3 separate regions of the Macaca mulatta genome follow, and all the other regions are linked to region 3. The links are chromatin contacts, called in public Hi-C maps. All regions are on one chromosome and are shown on one strand. The core of a region is the stretch at or near the end of the contact, and the rest is flanking DNA. Distances in the headings are between cores, read along the strand shown.

Region 1 (3,539 bases), core at 447-2,946, 110 kb before region 3:
CCTCCGCCTCCTGGGTTTAAGCGATTTTCCTGCCTCAGCCTCCCGAGTAGCTGGTATACAGGCATGCGCCACCACGCCCGGCTAATTTTTGTACTTTTTTTTTTGGTAGAGATGGGGTTTCACCATGTTGGCCAGGCTGGTCTTGAACTCCAGACCTCAGGTGATTTGCCCGCCTCAGCCTCCCAAAGTACTGCAATTACAGACATGAGCCACCGCACCCGGCCAAAACCCATGGCTTCTGAGCAGGAAGATAAGGTGGGAGAAGGGACCAGGTACTCAGGGTAGCTGCCCAGTCTAGCAAGGCTTAGGGAGAACTCAGGAATTACGGGGTCCTTGAACAGCTGCACTGCCTCTTGTCTTTCTCCTCCCCCACACCAAGGTGCCAAGTTGGGGGGAAAGTCCTGTTCTGATAGAAACAGGTATAGCCAAGGCTGGGTCCTCACCTTCCTTTGACTCATATGTCCGGTTATACGTAATGACAAAGTTCTTGAAGATTGAAGCCATCTTCACAGGCAAGTCCTGGATAGGTAGACCAGTCTTTAGGCTAACCAGGGAAACCCACTCCAGAGGGAAGGGAGGAGAAGGGCGATGAGGCAGTGGCTGGCTCCCCAAGCTACGGGATCCTCACCTGGGGCAGGGGATCCTCATTCAACAGGGAAAGGACTGAGCTGAAAGTCTCATTTCTGCTGTCTGGATGGGGTTGGGACAGAGAAGAAATCATGGCTGAGCCCTGAGTGAAGGCTGACTTGGGCTCCCCAGCAGCCTTGGGCTCTCCCAGCACCTGGAACCTTGGTGTCCACCGGGCCACAGTCCTTCCGCAGCAGCACGTGTTTTCCAAGTTCATCCAGAACTTCGAAGCTGCAGAGCTGGAGGGAGAGGAAGAAGCTGCTCTGGGGGCCTGGATCTGGATCTGGGGAGCAAGATCTGGGCAAGATGGAGCTGGAGGCTCTTCAGATGAGGGCCACCCCTAAGGCAATCACCCCATCACAGTGGACAGCTGCACGGGGACATCCTCCCCTTCAGAGCATCCTGGTTTCTGGCCCTCGGGGCCTGGGAAGTGGCTCGAGGTGGGGCATCAGCTGCATCAGATTCCTGCGTCTTGACCTAGGAATCGTCATAATCTAACTGCTGCCTTACTCAGCCAGGGGGCGGGGAATCCCAAGAGCCTCATCACTCACCAGGGTTTTCTTGGACGCGGGGAGCCGGCACACCGTGGGGTCGTTGCAGGGTGGCTCCTCCAGGGTCGCCTCCAGGGAGTACAGCGAACCCTGGCCCGCCTGTAGAGAGGGGCAGGTGAGGCGGGCACGGTCGGCCCTTCATGGCGCCCACGGCCCCGCCCGTGCGGTGCTGCCTGTTCCCCACCACCAGAGATCGGTTCGTCCAGCGGGCAGGCCCCATCCCAGGGTTAGGTCAAAGTTCCTATCCCTTGGACCCGGGCCCGGCGCCCCCGCCCCCGGCGCGTTCTCACCCGGCGGCCGCGGCCGCGCACAAGGCCCAGCACGGCCCGCGTCCCCGCAGCCCGGCCGCGATTGAACATGTCCAGCGCGAAGCGGGTGGGCGCCAGCAGCTCCGGGGACGGCGGTCCCCAGGCCTGAAAGCTGGCGGCTTGGGGCTGGGCGGGGGCGGCCACTGCGCCCGGGAGCAGCCCCAGCAACGACAGCAGCTGCAGCCAGGGCGCCATGGCGAGGGCAAAGCCGGCTGCCCGGACGCGCGGACCCAACAGACGCGCCACCGACCGACCGGGTACAGAGCCAGCTACAAGCCGGGCCTGAGTCCTCCCTCCCGCGGGGCGACCGCGCGCCGACCAATGGGCGCTGGCTTGGGGCGCCTGCGCGCTCTCTTGTTTACAGGAGGCACGTGGGGCGCGCGGGGCAGGGAGAGCAGAAGGCTGCTGGCCTGAGGCTAAAGCTAGTCAGTAACCTCTATCACTTGCGTGTTATAGGTCACGCTTGTTACATGACATGCCAGCTCCTTTTATTCGGAGTAGCAATCTCTGAAGTAGGTGCTATCCCCATCGTACAGTGGAGGAACCGAGGCTTGGAGAGATTAAATGGCGTGGCCGGGCTCTGTGACTCACGCCTGTAAATCCCAGCACTTTAAGAGGCCAAGGGGGTGGATCACCTGAGGTCAGGAGTTGGGGACCAGCCTGGCACACGTGGTGAAACCCCGTCTCTACTAAAAACACAAAAATTAGCTGGGCGTGGTGGTGGGCACCTGTAGTCCCCAGCTACTCGGAAGGCTGAGGCAGGAGAATGGCGTGAAGCCGGAAGGCGGAGCTTACAGTGAGCCTAGATGGTGCCACTGCTCTCCAACCTGGCCAACAGAGCGAGACACCGTCTCAAAAACAAACAAACAAACAGAAAAGATGGAGACCCACCAGCCTGACCAACATACTAAACCCCATCTCTATTAAAAATACAAAAATTAGCTGAGTGTGGTGGCAGGCGCTTGTAATCCCAGCTACTCAGGAGGCTGAGGCGGGAGAATCACTTGAACCCAGGAGGCGGAGGTTGCAGTGAGCCAAGTTCGCACCACTGCACTCCAGCCTGAGCGACAGAGCAAGACTCCGTCTCATAAATAAATAAATAAATAAGATGGAGACACAGCTGGGCGTGGTGGTCCACGCCCATAATCCCAGCACTTTGGGAGGCTGAGGTAGGTGAATCACTTGAGGTCAGGAGTTCGAGATCAGCCTGGCCAACAGGGTGAAACCCTGTCTCTACTAAAAATACAAAATTAGCCGGGCACGGTGGCTCACGCCTGTAATTCCAGCACTTTGGGAGGCGGAGGCGGGCAGATCACGAGGTCAGGAGATGGAAACCATCCTGGCTAACACGGTGAAACCCCGTCTCTACTACAAAATACAAAAAATTAGCCGGGCATGGTGGCAGGCACCTGTAGTCCCAGCTACTCGGGAGACTGAGGCAGAATGGCGTGAACCCGAGAGGCGGAGCTTGCAGTGAGCGGAGATCACCCTACTGTACTCCAGCCTGGGCGGCAGAGCAAGACTCCGTCTCAAAAAAAAAAAAGAAATGGAGACCCACCAGCCTGACCAACATACTGAAACCCCATCTCTATTCAAAATATAAACATTTTCTGGGTGTGGGCCCAGAGCGGTAGCTCACACCTGTAATCCCTGCACTTTGGGAGGCTGGGGCAGGTGGATCACGAAGTCAGGAGATCGAGACCATCCTGGCTAACACGGTGAAACCCTGTCTCTACTAAAAATACAAAAAATTAGCCGGGCGTGGTGGCGGGTGCCTGTAGTCCCAGCTACTCTGGAGGCTGAGGCAGGAGAATGGCATGAACCCGGGAGGCGGAGCTTGCAGTGAGATCGCGCCACTGCACTCAACCTTGGGCGACAGAGCGAGACTCTGTCTCAAAAAAAAAAAAAAAAAAAAAAATTGCTGGGTGTGGTGGCGGTTGCTTGGAATCCCAGCTACTCAGGAGGCTGAGACAGGAGAATTGCTTGAACCCAAGAGGGGAAAGTTGCAGTGAGCCGAGATCACACCATTGCACTCAAGCCTGGGCAACAAGAG
Region 2 (3,641 bases), core at 699-3,198, 89 kb before region 3:
CCACTTCTCCCAGCTTTTGGTAGCTTGGGGTGATGGGAGGGAGGGCATCATCTCAGTATTGGACTGTAAAGTGTTTGCTCTCTGGGAGTAAAGTCCAACCAGCTCAGGGTTGATGATTTGAGACTGTTTTTCTTGACGTAGAAAGGCTGAGGACAGGAAGGTCGACCAGTCTTTATCTGCTGCAGGCTCAACTAGGGGCCCTTGATCGAAATGTAAGTGGTCAGAAGAGACATGGCTCATCAACTCCTTGTAGACCTCCCTGGTAGTACTGCCAACAAAGTTATCAATATCCATTTTTTCAATGGCTTTGGGATCCAGTTCACCAGCCAGATGGTTATACAGGGCTCCGGCCCCCTCAATGTGGAAAGAGTCTAAGAAGTTTCTATCAGAGACCCGTACGGCAGCCGCCTGGACCACGACCTCATTTCTAAGCTTCAAAGTAATGGTCACTGGTTGTGGGTGAAGTGGAAAGGATTTGGGGGGCTGGGGGTCCCACTGCCCAGAGGTTTCTTCCTCCTGGAGGTTCCTCAACATCTTCTCCAGCTCCTCCAGGTGATGCCCTGCAGCTGGGTGACGGGTCACAACCCCAAGGAGAGGAGGCAGGCCTGAGTCCAGTGGTGGGTAGTGAGTCCCCTCCAACTTCATCTTCTTTATCAACTGCTTCAGATCCTCAGCCACGATGTGCCCAGTCAGCTCTGGTTTGCTCTCTGTAGCCAAGACCAGCGGGGTTAAGGGGCGAGATCGGAGTGGAGGAAGGCCCAACTCATCTGCCAGCCTCCAGCCCTCACGCAGGGAGGGCATGGATTGGCCTCTCCGGAGCTCAGAGTAGAAAGGCAAGGGGGAAGCCCTGCTGGTGGGGGCCACAGGATAGCTGCGCAGCGACACCATCTGTGAGGAACTGATGTCGATTTCTCTCTTCTTTCCTATGGAGGGTGGCCAGTGGAGAGGCTTTTTCCTTTTCAACCGAGGGATGGACTTCAATTCCTTCACTGGATCCATCTTTCCTGGCTCATTGAGAAACTCTGGTGGACGGCTGAGTTGGATGAGGTAGTTCAGGTTGAGGTTAGAGCACTGCACTTGGGCGAAGCCAGTGCTGTGAGGCCAGGGGATAGGGCACAACTTGAATGTCCCAGCGGGGCAGACAGGGCGCAGCTTGTCCACACCTCCAGAGGCCTGCTCTGCCCTCAGCAGGGCCTGAAAGTCGGTGAGCAGGCCACGGTAGACGTCGGGACTAGTGAGGAAGAGTGTGCAGTCCCTGGCAAGGCTGGCCGCCAACCGGGTGAGCGTGGCTGATTCAGTGAAGACCCCTCTGGGGGTCGACATGGTCACCAACAGGTGCAAGTAGCGCAAGAAGAGCTGTTCACTGCTCAGCAGCACGTAAGCCTCGAGCCGCTTCCGCAGCTTGTGGTTGTTTTTGTGGCTCAGACTAAGTTCGGCGGGCGGCTCCCGCCAATTGCACTTCAGCTCGTCCAGGATGACCTTGATGAGACGTAGTCGAGCCTCAGGAGGCACTCGCGCTGCCATCCCACTGCTGGAAAGCAGCTTGGCCACCCGGCTGCACAGAGACGCCACCGTCAGCTTCGCGAGAGGGAAGGACTGTAGAATCCGGCCCTCCTGCTTGGGGCGCTTCTGAGGCTCTGGGGACGTCGCCCTAGTGGGGAAGAGCGACAGCGGACGCAGCAACCGGTGGTAAAACCGCTGGAGCTCAGGCTCGTGCTTCGGAGGCTCCATCTTACGGCCTGCGGCTGCCACCATCGGCTAACAAAAAGCGGAGTGGTTACTAAGGCAACCAGGAGCCCGAGGGCCCGAGTGCGCCTGCGCGGCCACCACCCAGCGGCTGACAGGGCAGGGCCTTGCGTGCGCACGCACTAGGAGGCGGAGTTAAGGGTGTCTTTCGAGGGCCAGTCCCCGCGACACCGCGCTGGTTGGTGCTCCTGCGCCTGAAGAGTTCTGCGTTTCGGACTGGTGACTGGGTCCAGAATGGCTTCGGACTCGGGGAACCAGGGGACCCTCTGCACGGTGAGGGTTGAGGCTTCGTGTAGAGCCTCGCCGGGCAGAGAGCCTCGGCCCCTGGGGTGATCGTTACCTTGGGTCTAAGAGGGGAAGGAGTGAGCACTTGGGTTGGGGCCTGGGGCCACGGGATGAAACTAGCATGCGAGGGTAGCAGGGGCCCTGCGTGAGTGTTGAGGGAGTGACTCCCATGGCCCTGGAATGGTCATGAGAGTCATAAAGAAGGTGCTTGAAGAGGGATTACGTGGGGGCTTGTTCCCAGACCTTGGAGTGGTCATAGGGTAGGTAGGTGGTGAAACAAAGTCATACCAACGCACTTCCCCAGCGATCATCGGTCGGTCCCTGCTGCCCTTGCAGTTGGAGTTCGCGGTGCAGATGACCTGTCAGAGCTGTGTGGACGCGGTGCGCAAGTCCCTGCAAGGGGTGGCAGGTAAGAACAGGGTAAACTTTTCTGCGGACAGTCCAGAGGCCTCTAGGAGGGACCAGGCGAATCTATTAGACGAACCTTACTCCCATTTTACAGATGCAGAAACTGAACCCCAGAGAGTGGAAGGAATGTTTTCAAGAGTTACACACAGACCTGGAGGGAGAGCCTAGAGTACAGCTGTCCAGCTTGCCCTGACAGGTTCTAACTGCCTGTCTTACTGTCCTGAACCTCACGTGCCCCAGAGACTGAGGAGCTAGGCTGAAGGAGTTCCTTGGAAAACAGGCAGTTTTTGCTTGGGAAACAACATAATCTTGACAAAGCAAACAGCAGTGCTGGCCCTATACCATCCTGAGTAGCTTCTGGTTCTTAAAAGGCCAGCTGGTCTGTAGGTGACCTGGCACAATTAGAAAGATCTGGAAAGGTAGAGCCACCAGCATGGCTCTGGGAACTGGCTTCCTTTGATTCTGTTAAGTGTTCATCCAGGCCAGGCTTAGTGGCTCATGCCTGTAATCCCAACACTTTGGGACGCCGAAGTGGGTGGATTGCTCAAGTCCAGGAGTTTGAGACCAGCCTGAGCAACATGGTGAAAACTCTTCTCTATAAAAAATACAAAAATTAGCTGGGCGTCATGGTGCGCACCTGTAGTCCCAGCTACTAGGGAGGCCGAGGCAGGAGGATCACTTGAGCTCAGGAGGTGGAGGCTGCAGTGAGTTGGATTGCGCCAGTGCACTCCAGGCTGGGTGACAGAGTGAGACCCTGTCTCAAAAAAAGAAAAAGTCATTTGGCAGGTATGGACCAGACACTGGGGTTTTTTAGGGAGAAGAGTTCACACGGGTATCAGGCACATCCCCTACACTCAGGTGGAAATAAGCATGTAAGCGTTGCCTCGGTGGCATTCACAGAATGCTTCATGGGAAGAGCAATCCTGAGAGGGAATGAGATGAGATGGCTTCTGAACCTGGGACCTTGGTAGTGGTGGACTTTGTAAAGTGGTTAGGGGTGTGAGCTCTAGAGTTCAAACCCCCTCTTTGCCACTTAATGGCACTAAGACTTCATGCGTGTTACTTTTTGTGTTTCTGTTTCTTCCGTGTTAAATGGGGGATGATAATAGAAGCTACTCTGGAGGATTGTCTTGAAGAGTAACCGAGTTAATACAAAAAAAGCACTTAGAAAAGTCTTTGGCATGTAGTAACAGCCCAGTCAA
Region 3 (3,436 bases), core at 680-3,179:
CTCTTGTGGTATTAGTGACAACATAAGTACCTTTATCATCAGTATAAATAGTATGATGCTTTTACTGGAATTTCTTCAGAAGCGGGACCATCATTCTCATTTAGTCTGATATGTTTAGAAATTTCTTTTTCTTAGGGTTAAATAATAGTAGGTGGAGCAGAACACTCCATGGCATGTTTTTTGACTCTGCTTGAATAGATTGCACAAATCTGAGCAACCAAAAGATACTCCCGCAGATCGACTTGCCACCCAGATTTAGAATATAGGGCTTCCTCTAGATGTCTTTTTTCTTCTTTCCCACCAGTATCCATCACCCAAAGCAGTAAAGAATATAAATCTTAAGCACTTAAACCCTCAAATATAAGGCTTCCCGATCATAACTAAAGACACAGGTAAGCCACAGACCTTTATCCTCCCTTCTCTCATGAGGTACTCGTTTCCCCAAGCAGATTACACCTCCAACAGCACTCGAATGAATGCAAGAATCTCGCAGGATAAAGTAACCCACAGTCTGCGATTCTATGCAGTCGGTGAGCAACATCTTAGCAAACCTGAAAAGGGGAAGTGTTTGCTTCCCCAGAGGTAAACTATGCTTAAGAGCGGAAAACATAATCTATTATTTCCAGCTAAAACAGAATGAAAGAGACCACCCTGCCAGTTCTATAGTCTTGTGTTCTTGCCTGTCTTGAGCTAGACCCCACTCGGCTCTACTACCCAGGCCCAGAGCAGTTCACCTTGAAACTCTGTGTTGTCAAGGCCCCTGATGGCCTCCACTGCATCCTCTGCCCGCTCCATGTGTACGAAGGCATAATCTTTCACGATGTCACATTCGATGACCGGACCATACTCCTCAAACTTGGCTCGAAGCTCTTGGTTGGTACAAGTGGGGCTGATGTTACCCACGTGTAACTTGGTTGAAGCTTTGCTCTTATTCTTGCTGGCTTCCACGTTGATGTTCACCCCATGAAGCTTGTAATGGTGCAGGTTGCGTATGGCATCCTCAGCTGCCGTCTTGTCTTCTATGTGCACAAAGCCATAGTTCTTAATGATGTCACATTCCAGCACCTTCCCATACTGTTCGAAAAGAGAGCGAATCTCCTGCTCTGTGGCCTCCCGGGGCAGGTTTCCGATGAACAGCTTCACCATCCTGACAAGAGCCTGGGAGAGAAAAACAAGATTTCAAAAGTCAGGGGTGTGGTGGGAAATTTCGGTGCACTGCAGCATTTTCATCTAATCCTCCAAAGTTCTTGCACCTTCAGAGACCCTCGCATAGACATTCATTATTCTTCCTCAGTAGAAGGGCGGTTTGTTCTTGAGAAGTGCGAACTATGTGTGACATGGAAACAGGAGGTCGAGGGTCAGCATGCATAGCACAGTCTATCACCTCTGTGAAATGGAGCGCAATGAAATACCAGAATTAGCTGTTTAATGTCTTAAAATGAGGAAAGAGAAAAGCCCAAGCAAAGGCAAGGGGTATCTATCGCAGTGCGCCTGGTAACAAGGTTTTGGAGGGAAATCTGTGTACCTCTCCTCCACGCACTAGCACCTTTCAAGATACACTAAAAGGAAAAAAGTCCCCTTTCCCTCTAACCGGGACCAACCACCCGCCCCCCAGCGGCCCACCCTCCAGCTTCTTCGCTCCAACAAAGACTCGACCCGACCCCTGCCCCGCCTCCTTCCGGAGACCCGGTCCCGCCTCCTCCCGTTGTCTCCCCGGACCTCCCGCAGCAAAATGAGAAACCCAAATCCCCGCCATGCCTTCTGCAGGAGGCCCGGCCCGGCCCGGCCCGCCCCGCCCCGCCCCCGAGCTCCCCACATCACACACACAAGACCCCCTCGCACCTCCGGGTGGCGGCGGCGGCGGCGGCGGCTCCCGCGTCAGGGAGAACCCTACAAAATGGCGACGGGCGCTCGAGCCTCGACGCGACCGGGCCCTTTCTCGCGGGCCAGCTCACGCACCGGCTCACGCACGCGCGAGTACGCGCTGCTTCCCTCCCCTTCCCCTCGCGGGAGCCGAGTGACCAATCGCGAGGCTGCATACAAATGACCTCGCAACACGGGGGCGGGGCCTCTTGGTGGCGGCACAGCGCCGCGGAGGTCAGCCCACCCCCAGCCCCAGCCAGCCAGTCATCACCCTGGAAAGGATCGCCACTCCTGCGTCAGAGGGGCTCTGGACGCAACCACTGCCTAGAAAAGCGGAGGCCCCGGGGAGTCACTCACCATCACAATGGGTCCTGCTATTGGGCCCTCTGAGGAGGCCGGAGAGCTAATGACAAAGGGGAATCTCCCCGAGGGCCCTAAAAAGGGGCTTTCGTAGCGGGCTGGCCGGCCTCTGTGGCAGCTTGGGGCAACATTTCAGAAATACAGGCGCGCCACATTTTAAGCAAAACTAGTCATTGTTTTGTAGCGCTTTAAACATTATTTTAGTGTTTCATTACAGACGTGTTATTTATTGGTACGGAAACTGAGAACGAAGGGGCAGAAGGATAACCTGGCAAAACTAGGACAGGCCTAAGAGGCATTGCTACCCAGGCTACGCTTAGTCATGTTTTGTTTGCTCGTGAGTATCCGTGGTCTGGTTCTCTCTCATTGTGTGTCCATCACAGTCCTGGTCTGTGGTGAACACACGAGAGGAATACTTGGTGGAGAGGCCCAGCAAGGTCTCTAGTTAAGGGTGGGACAGGGTCTCCTCGTCCACACCACGCTGGAAGTCTAGGCTACTGTGAGTTTCCCAACTGTCTAGCATTGAGAATTCAGCTGTGGTCCAAGGGCACCTCCTAGCGGTAAAAACAAGCTTAGGCGGGCCGGGCGCGGCGGCTCACGCCTATAATCCCAGCACTTTGGGAGGTTGAGGCGGGCCGATCACGAGTTCAGTAGTTCGACACCAGCTTGGCCAACATGGTGAAATCCCGTCTCTACTAAAAATACAAAAAATAGCCGGGCATGGCGGCGGGCGCCTGTAATCCCAGCTACTCGGGAGCCTGAGGCAGGAGAATCGTTGGAACCCGGGAGGCGGAGGTTGCAGTGAGCCGAGATGGTGTCACTGCACTCCAGCCTGGGTGACAGAGCAAGACTCGGTCTGGAAAAAAAAAAGTTTAGGTGGATTCCCCAACTGTCACCTTCCAACAAAGAGTAGCCTTTTATGGAGATTGATGGATTGGGTTTATCTCGTGGAGCCTGCCAGGGAGATTGTCAGCCACCATTCCTCATTGTAGTGGCTCCATAATGGCTTCTCTGATACCATCAGGCACACATTCCCCAGGCTGCCTTCTTCCACCCCAGCTACTTGGATATATTCTATCCCTGAGTTCCTTTTGTTTCTCAGCCATTTCAGAAGAGGCACTGTCCTTCCGATTTTATTTTATTTTTATTTTTCAATTTTTTAAAGACAGAGTATCGCTGTGTCACCCAGGCTGGAGAGCAGTGGTGCGATCTC

Evidence for each region. Hi-C and Micro-C count contacts between places; a contact is called where the count stands out from the background.
Region 1: a Hi-C map of liver shows a contact between it and region 3, with 2.6 times the contacts expected there. The contact joins the promoter of CTSF here to the promoter of RBM4B in region 3. A contact is called at or near these places in 6 of 14 Hi-C or Micro-C datasets (CD4 T cells, blood, cortical neurons and 3 more).
Region 2: a contact with region 3 is called in a Hi-C map of cortical neurons, with 3 times the contacts expected there. The contact joins the promoter of CCS here to the promoter of RBM4B in region 3. A contact is called at or near these places in 6 of 14 Hi-C or Micro-C datasets (CD4 T cells, blood, cortical neurons and 3 more).

What each region holds. Positions count from the first base shown.
Region 1 is chr14:7,842,881-7,846,419 of T2T-MMU8v2.0, reverse strand. It overlaps CTSF (cathepsin F), which reads right to left and starts at 1,696. Exons shown (of 14, transcript XM_015113633.3): 1 at 1,469-1,696; 2 at 1,179-1,277; 3 at 780-866; 4 at 629-778; 5 at 444-519. The coding sequence starts at 1,681. It also overlaps a transcript of MRPL11 not described here.
Region 2 is chr14:7,825,101-7,828,741 of T2T-MMU8v2.0, reverse strand. It overlaps CCS (copper chaperone for superoxide dismutase), which reads left to right and starts at 1,948. Exons shown (of 8, transcript NM_001261515.1): 1 at 1,948-2,019; 2 at 2,368-2,440. The coding sequence starts at 1,981. CCDC87 (coiled-coil domain containing 87) reads right to left here and starts at 1,755. Exons shown (of 1, transcript XM_001109501.5): 1 at 1-1,755. The coding sequence starts at 1,755. It also overlaps a transcript of MRPL11 not described here.
Region 3 is chr14:7,736,561-7,739,996 of T2T-MMU8v2.0, reverse strand. It overlaps RBM4B (RNA binding motif protein 4B), which reads right to left and starts at 1,929. Exons shown (of 5, transcript XR_003722460.2): 1 at 1,843-1,929; 2 at 735-1,158. It also overlaps a transcript of MRPL11 not described here.